Linked DNA regions of Gossypium arboreum: region 2 is linked to region 1. The links are chromatin contacts, called in public Hi-C maps. All regions are on one chromosome and are shown on one strand. The core of a region is the stretch at or near the end of the contact, and the rest is flanking DNA. Distances in the headings are between cores, read along the strand shown. Region 1 holds the start of LOC108477801 (cytochrome P450 703A2). Region 2 holds the start of LOC108477019.

Evidence for each region. Hi-C and Micro-C count contacts between places; a contact is called where the count stands out from the background.
Region 2: a Hi-C map of leaf shows a contact between it and region 1, with 3 times the contacts expected there. The contact joins the promoter of LOC108477019 here to the promoter of LOC108477801 in region 1. A contact is called at or near these places in 2 of 5 Hi-C or Micro-C datasets (both in leaf).

The regions. Positions count from the first base shown.
Region 1 is chr12:91,153,929-91,157,683 of ASM2569848v2, forward strand. LOC108477801 (cytochrome P450 703A2) reads right to left here and starts at 1,725. Exons shown (of 2, transcript XM_017780293.2): 1 at 785-1,725; 2 at 1-366. The coding sequence starts at 1,720.
Region 2 is chr12:91,344,658-91,348,138 of ASM2569848v2, forward strand. LOC108477019 reads left to right here and starts at 1,537. Exons shown (of 2, transcript XM_017779429.2): 1 at 1,537-2,241; 2 at 3,123-3,461. The coding sequence starts at 1,669. The coding sequence ends at 3,197.

The DNA of each region.
Region 1 (3,755 bases), core at 475-2,974:
CAGCCAATGCCTCTCGGGCCTGAACGATTCAACGTCATCCCATAATTTAGTGTTTCGGCCCAACCCATGGGTGTTGATAAAGACACGTGTCTTAGCCGGGATGTAAAAGTCGTTGATGGTGGTTGCCTGAAGGGACTCGTGTGGGATTAAAAACGGTCCGGCAGGGTGCATGCGGAATGTTTCACGTACTACGCAGCGTAGGTAGTTAAGGTGAGGTAGATCGGATTCGTTGACCATTCGGTTAGGACCCACGACTGAATCAAGCTCATCTTGGATTTTGCAGAGGACATGTGGATGCTTTATTACTTCCGCCATTGCCCATTCGTTGGTCACAGCCGATGTATCTGTTGCCGCAGCTATCATATCCTAAAAGAAACAAAATTGTAAAATTAGAGCTAAAATAAAAGGTCTAATGTAGTTTAGTTCCTCAATATGATGAAATTTATGATTTAATTCTAAACTTTTATTTTATGTAATTTGATCTTATATTTTTATACTATTATTAGTAGGTTTAAATTGATATTGAAAATAGTTGCTTGGAATATGTATTTGTATTTCAATTTGATTTACATATTTTAAATATAGTTTTAGATTTGAGTTATCATTTAATTTGGATACAATATTGACACTTTCATAATTCAATTCAAACGTTTTGAAGTTAAAAAGATTAATTTAGTACTTGAATTATAGTTTAAGGATGTATGATGCAATTAACCCTAAATTCTAATTCTTTTAATTTGGAATATAGAATTGTAAAAGAATAAATGAAAGAGGATGATGGAACCTGAATTAGAGCTTTGATATCAGTATCATCCATATGAGGCTTTCCATCTTCACCAGGTAATGACAATAAAACATCAACAAAATCCATTTCTTCACCATAATCACCATCCTTTCCATATTCTTTGTTTTTCAATTCCCTTGCCCTCCTATGTTCTTCAATGATCCTTTTATGGAAATCATCCACTCTTTTCTCTACTTCCCTCATCCTTTTCTCACATCCATAAGGATCCACCCACCTCCAAATGGGCAAATAATCCCCCAAATAGATCACACCTAAGAGCCAAAACAATTCATGTGTTATGTGCATGAACTCCATGGCTTCACTTGGGCCGGCAGATACGGCCCCGAAATATTGCCTCCCTAGTAACATCCTAGTCACGTTGTTCATTGAAAACGCACCCAATACTTCCCTTAGGTTTACGAGCTGCCCGTTCTGGGCTCGGGCCGTTACATCTCGCACCAAATGTTGAGCTTCGTCGGCTCGGTGTTTTGCGAATGATTCAAGCCTTTTTGTTGTTAGTAAATGCTCCATACATATTCTTCTCATACGTTTCCAATGCGGGCCTAAGGGAGCCAAGGCAACATCGCCACACCCATAGGCAAGGTGGACGGCAGCTAGGGTTCGTGGCCTAGAAGCAAAGACTTCGTCTTGGCGAAGAAGTATTTCACGTATGATATCTGGGTCATTCGTGGTGATGGCATCTACCTTACCGAGCCGGAGGTAAACTAGTGGACCGTATTTGTCACATAAGGAAGCTAAGTCCCTATGTGGGAGTGAGCTTAATTGAAGAAGATTGCCAACTATAGGCCACCTTGGTGGACCTGGAGGAAGTTTTCTAGTCTTAAACAACGATTTCCGGTCGAACCGCCATCGCCATAAGGCGTTTACAACAAGAGCTCCGACCAGAAGGGCCAAAGCAAAGGTGAATAATTCCATGTTATCAAGGGAAAAAATATGGGTTTCTATGGTATCATATAAATAACAAAAGATATGCACCAAAAAAAATATAGTTTAATGTTGAGTTCCACATTCTTGACATGCCGAAGCTTGTGATAGCAAGGCCCTGCTAGGTTGGTGAAGGGTGATATATGTTATGATCCGTTGTGTTCTCTTACCACAAAGAAAATGGTATTTGCATGTAGTTAATAATGCATTTGATTTTCAATTTTTATTTACAATTTACCATTTAATTTTATAATTTGTTGATACGAAATTCTGGTTTAAAAAAAAGTTCATATATTAGTGTGAAGAATTTAAGAGCAAGATGCTGGATGGTGCTAAAGATATTTTCATCGATATTTTTTTTGAAAAATAGAAAAAAATGTATTAATAGTGATGAATACCAGTACATACACATTGTTGCCGCATTAACAGGCCAAGAAACACTAAGCAGCCGAAAACATGACAACATCAAGACAAAACTGAATAACATTACATAACATTAGCACCATATGATAACATTCGCATTTGTTCTCAGTAATGGAATGGCTGATGCTATTACTACTAACAGGTGAGGAGTCCTGTGTTTTTCTATCTTATTTCACTCTTACTCTTATGTATTTACTGTTTTGAGGGGTGATGATTTGAGTTCTATTTTTCAACAATTTGTTTGTTTGTGTAAGAGTTGGATGTTTCACGCCAAGAGTGCTCTACTTTGAATGGTTATTCTGTAGTTTTTGTAATATATTTATGGGAGAGGTTGGCATTTATCAACGTCTTTCTCTTATTAATAAATTCCTATCGACTGAGCGAAAAAAAATTATTACCTTAATGGTGTTCTAATTTATAATGTTATTAGTAGGTCCAAATGATAATATTAGTAGTTAACTTTATTGAAATAATTGCAAAACTTTTTTTTCTGAACTAATGTTTAACATTTGGTTAAATAAATTACATGAAAGTTAAAAATAATTCTGATAATATTTTTGAAAGTTATTATTTATATCCATTCCATATATTGTAAATCAAAATCAAATAAATTGGTTCAACTAATTAAATAAAAATTTAATAAATTGAATTTTTGTGATTGAATCGATTAAATTAAAAATTAATTTATTAATTTTTATTAACTTTGGAAGCTGTTTTCAGATTGTGAATACTAAACTCTAAAATTCATTTTCTTTATTGATTTAGTTACTAGAATAAACAAATTATTTGCACCCAAAACAATCCCATTTAGAAAAGCTAAACTGTCGTACGATACAAATACTTCTCCTACATGAGTATTATATTTCAATAAGGGTCCAATTCTATCATTAGAGTTTACTAGAAAACCACCATCCCTGACACAATTAAAATATAATTTATTCTTTTGATATATAAAAAAACACTAATTATCTAATTACGCTATATATCAATTTTAATAGAAAGAAAATTCTAAAGAAATTAAAGGTAAGCAAATAATAGAATGGAAATCAGAGTTGAAATAATTCCGATAATATATTTGAAAGTTAATATTTATATCATTCCATAAATTGTAAATTAAAATTAAATCAATTGGTTCAACGGTTAAATAAAAAAGTAATGAGTTTGATTTTGCGGTTCAACCGTTAAATCAGAAACTAACTCATCTAATTCCTGTTAACTTTTAAAGGTATGCCAAATTTGACTAAATCACAGATCTAGTGTAGCGTAGCTTATTTTCTCTTATGTACGAGGCACGAAGATGTGATTTCCCAATTAGGCAAATAAAAATAATAAAAAAATTCTAACATAAAATTTCTCAAAAATAAAATTAGAATAATATATTTATCAAGTATAATAAATATGATATAAAAATAAACAAAAATTATTAAAAAGTTGTAAAAAAATTTTAATTAGGCATTTAAGATGCCTACATATGACTTCAACACAGATCTTATATATAATTTCCCCAATATTCCTTAACTTCACTTATCGAGTTAAAAGTGGGTGCACCATTTCCATCCAAGATTTTCAAAACCTTGCCTTCTTCACTAAACTTCATTCCAAT
Region 2 (3,481 bases), core at 287-2,786, 190 kb after region 1:
TGAACTTAATAAGATTATCGATACTAGTTGGTCTCAAAATATATATATATATATATATATATATATATATATATATTTGGCTGTAATAAGAGGCAACATCAGGAGGGACAGTAAGGGCTTTGACTCAAAAATGAAAAAATTGTTGTTTAATTCTTTCATAGATGATGAAATTGTAAGTTAATAAATGAAAAATTAAAATTTACCCTTAAAATGAAAAAAAACTATTTAATTCCATTAAAATAATAAAATTATAAATTAATACATGATAAAATTATACTTTGTGATTATAGATGCAACAAAAATAAATAAAGTATATATCAACATTAGTTGCAATAAGAAACAACCTTGGCCCCAAAGTAGAAAATTTATTATTTAATCCTTTCAAAAATGATTTAATTATAAAGTAATATATAGCAAAATTATGCTTTATCCTCAAAATAAAAAAAATAAGTTAATCTATTAAAATTCATAAAATTATAAATAAATACACAATAAAATTACACTCCAATTTTTAAAATTTTATAATTCAATTTCACCTTCAAAATCAAACTTCCCAGAGAAGCAATTAAGACTGTCAAATTATGGTCTCCATATGAGACATTTCCATTAATGAAAAATGTAAATAATTCAATTTCTTAGCATGTGACAGATACGGAACAACAATCTGTATGAAAACGCCATTAAACTTTCCAACTCAGGCTTGACACTGATCCGCCAAACTTGTTGTTGAAGGTACATAAAAAGTGTTTAATGGCATGTTTTTTTTGAAAAAAGATGCATTGAATCTATGATTTTTTTGCACATGTATGTTTTCTTAACCAACAAAAAGGTCATAAATTTATGAGGATTAATTGAACATTGTGCATTAATGAATGATAATTAATTTTTCGTTAAGTTTGTACATTTAGAATTAATGAATATGGTTTATACAGATAAATTGATGAATCTTATGTTCATAAGTAATAAAGTTTAGCATTTGGGTTAAAGACTGTGTTTCAAAAGCATTGTGGAATAATCATTCATTTATTTTTTTAATATTAATTTACTTTTTTTATCGCTTTAGTCCTAATTTTTTTGGGATCACTTTGGGTCTCAACATTTAAAATTTAGTCAATTTGTTTTCTTTTAATAGCACTAACATAACCACTCATATAGCAATTCATGTATACTTCTTAAAAATATTTAAAAATTAATAAATTTAAGAAAAATTGACAAAATTTTAGCAAAATTATGCCATTAAGTATACATTGATTACATTAAAGTATTATAGAGACTTGTGTTAGGATTCAAATTGTATTATTTTTCTTTTACTTAAAAAAGATAAATTAGTTTCTATACATTAAATCAAATAACATATTAATTTTTTCTGTTAAAATTTTATCTATATGTACCATTAAAACTAACATTACTGATAAAATAACCAAAGATTGGGGGGAAAATGCAATATGAGAGTATAGCAATGGTTAGGGTTGGAAATTAATTTTACAAAGAAGTTATCTTTATAGACTTTTGATAATATATAAAAACGTCCGTGGACTTATAACCCTTTTGCTATGTCATGACTTTCCTTCGTCTCCCCTTTTCATACGTTAAAAACTCGTCGCCACTCCTTTTTGCTTATATAAACAAATCATTTTTAGTCACCATTTTTATTTATACAAAGAAACCATGGGATCCAAAGCAGAGAAAGAATGGAGTTCCACATCAAAGCTACCATTATTTTCATCCCCACATGCACACATGCAATCACCGGAAAAACAATGGGTTTTAACCCCACCACACCATGCTTTAGCCTCGGTTCCGTTCCGATGGGAAGAAGAACCAGGGAAACCCAAACCATGTTGCACAACAACACTCACCACTACTTATGACTTGGGTCGAAAGTGCTTGGAACTGCCTCCTAGGTTGCTGATACTGGATGCTGCTAAGAACATCGCCGGCGGCAAGCTTTATTCGCCGACCACGGTGTTGGATGGTCCTTATATGGGCAAGGCTAGGTTTCAGTCTTCTTCTTTTAGGATAGGAAATGAGTGTTATGGGTCGTTTCGTAGTGGTAGTTTTAGTCCTGAGAATATGGTGGTGCACGGTGGTGGTGGTGGTGGTGCCATGGTGGTTAGTAGCAAGAGAGTGAAGAGAGATAAAGGGTTTCTTGGTTCTCGAAGAAAGGATGTGTTCCCATCTTTTGGAGATGAATATGGTAGCAGCTTTAACACTCTTTCTCGTTCCAAATCTCATTTCTGGGTAAGTTTTTCTCTTTGTTTCCTTTGTACATAGGTTTAATTATGATTTTAGTCCCTCTGTTATGCTGAAATTTGGGTTTAGTCCCCTACTTTAATTAGCCTAATTTGTTACTTTGCTTTTACAATCTATATTACAAATTAAACACTTAAATGGATTGGTGTTACGTGTCCAGTTAACACGTAAATTATATTGTTTTGAAAGTAATTTTGTCATTTTATATATTTTATATCAAAAATATACCATTATAATTTTCTATATTTGGAATTTAACATTCTAACCAAAATATTATTTGTAATTTATATTAATATTTTATAAACATATTTTTTATTTAAAAAAAACAAATTTAAGTTTTTGATTGATTGAATATGCACGTAGCTCTGAATACCTGAACGTCTGATCCATGTCATTATTTGATGAAAGGAACTTACTTTATCATCAATTTCAACCTACTAAATAGGTAAATGGATTAAACCATAAAACCAGAAATCGAACACTTTGTTATTATGATATTTTTTCATTATGGTGCAATTTTTTAAAAGAATAGTCTTGCTTTAAAGTCACAACTTTATAGAGAAATGAACAATACATATAGGGCAATAAATTATCTGTACTGCTATTTTGCTATGATGGGCAGGGTTTGGTTGCCGTAGGATAGGAAGGACAGGGGTAAAATTAAGTGTTCCACCGGCAAATTTTTCTAGATTTGTAGGCATGCACCTACCTCATTTTCGCCTTATTTATGGTTATGGATTTCAATTGTGTTTATTTATTCATTTCAGTCCCTGTCCTGGTTTCAATAAAAAGTTTTTATTGTTTTGTTTTTAATTCTTACACTACTACATCCTAGAAAAGTTGTTTGATTTGGTGTTTGGACTTGACAGGGAAGTATCTATCAAGGCTTAAAGCAAGTGGTTACATGGAGCAAAAGGGGAAAGAAGGATAGGTTTATGGCCTGATCTTTCTAATCCAAGGCAAGCCCTATTTTATAACATGAGGTTGAAATGAACAGAATTACCTGTGTAGGCTGCAGTAGTGGTCAAAATATTAATCCATTTAAGCAGCTTGATATTTTCCTGTAAATGAAAGTGACTAATTAAATGTAATATATATCTACTTTTATTTGGATGGCTATGGCTATGGCTGTAATGGTAATCTTTTGCATGTATAAATATGACTATGTCGGCCCAGATATCAGATGGCCACATTGGATCCTGATTAAATCTGAGGTTCTGTCGATTCG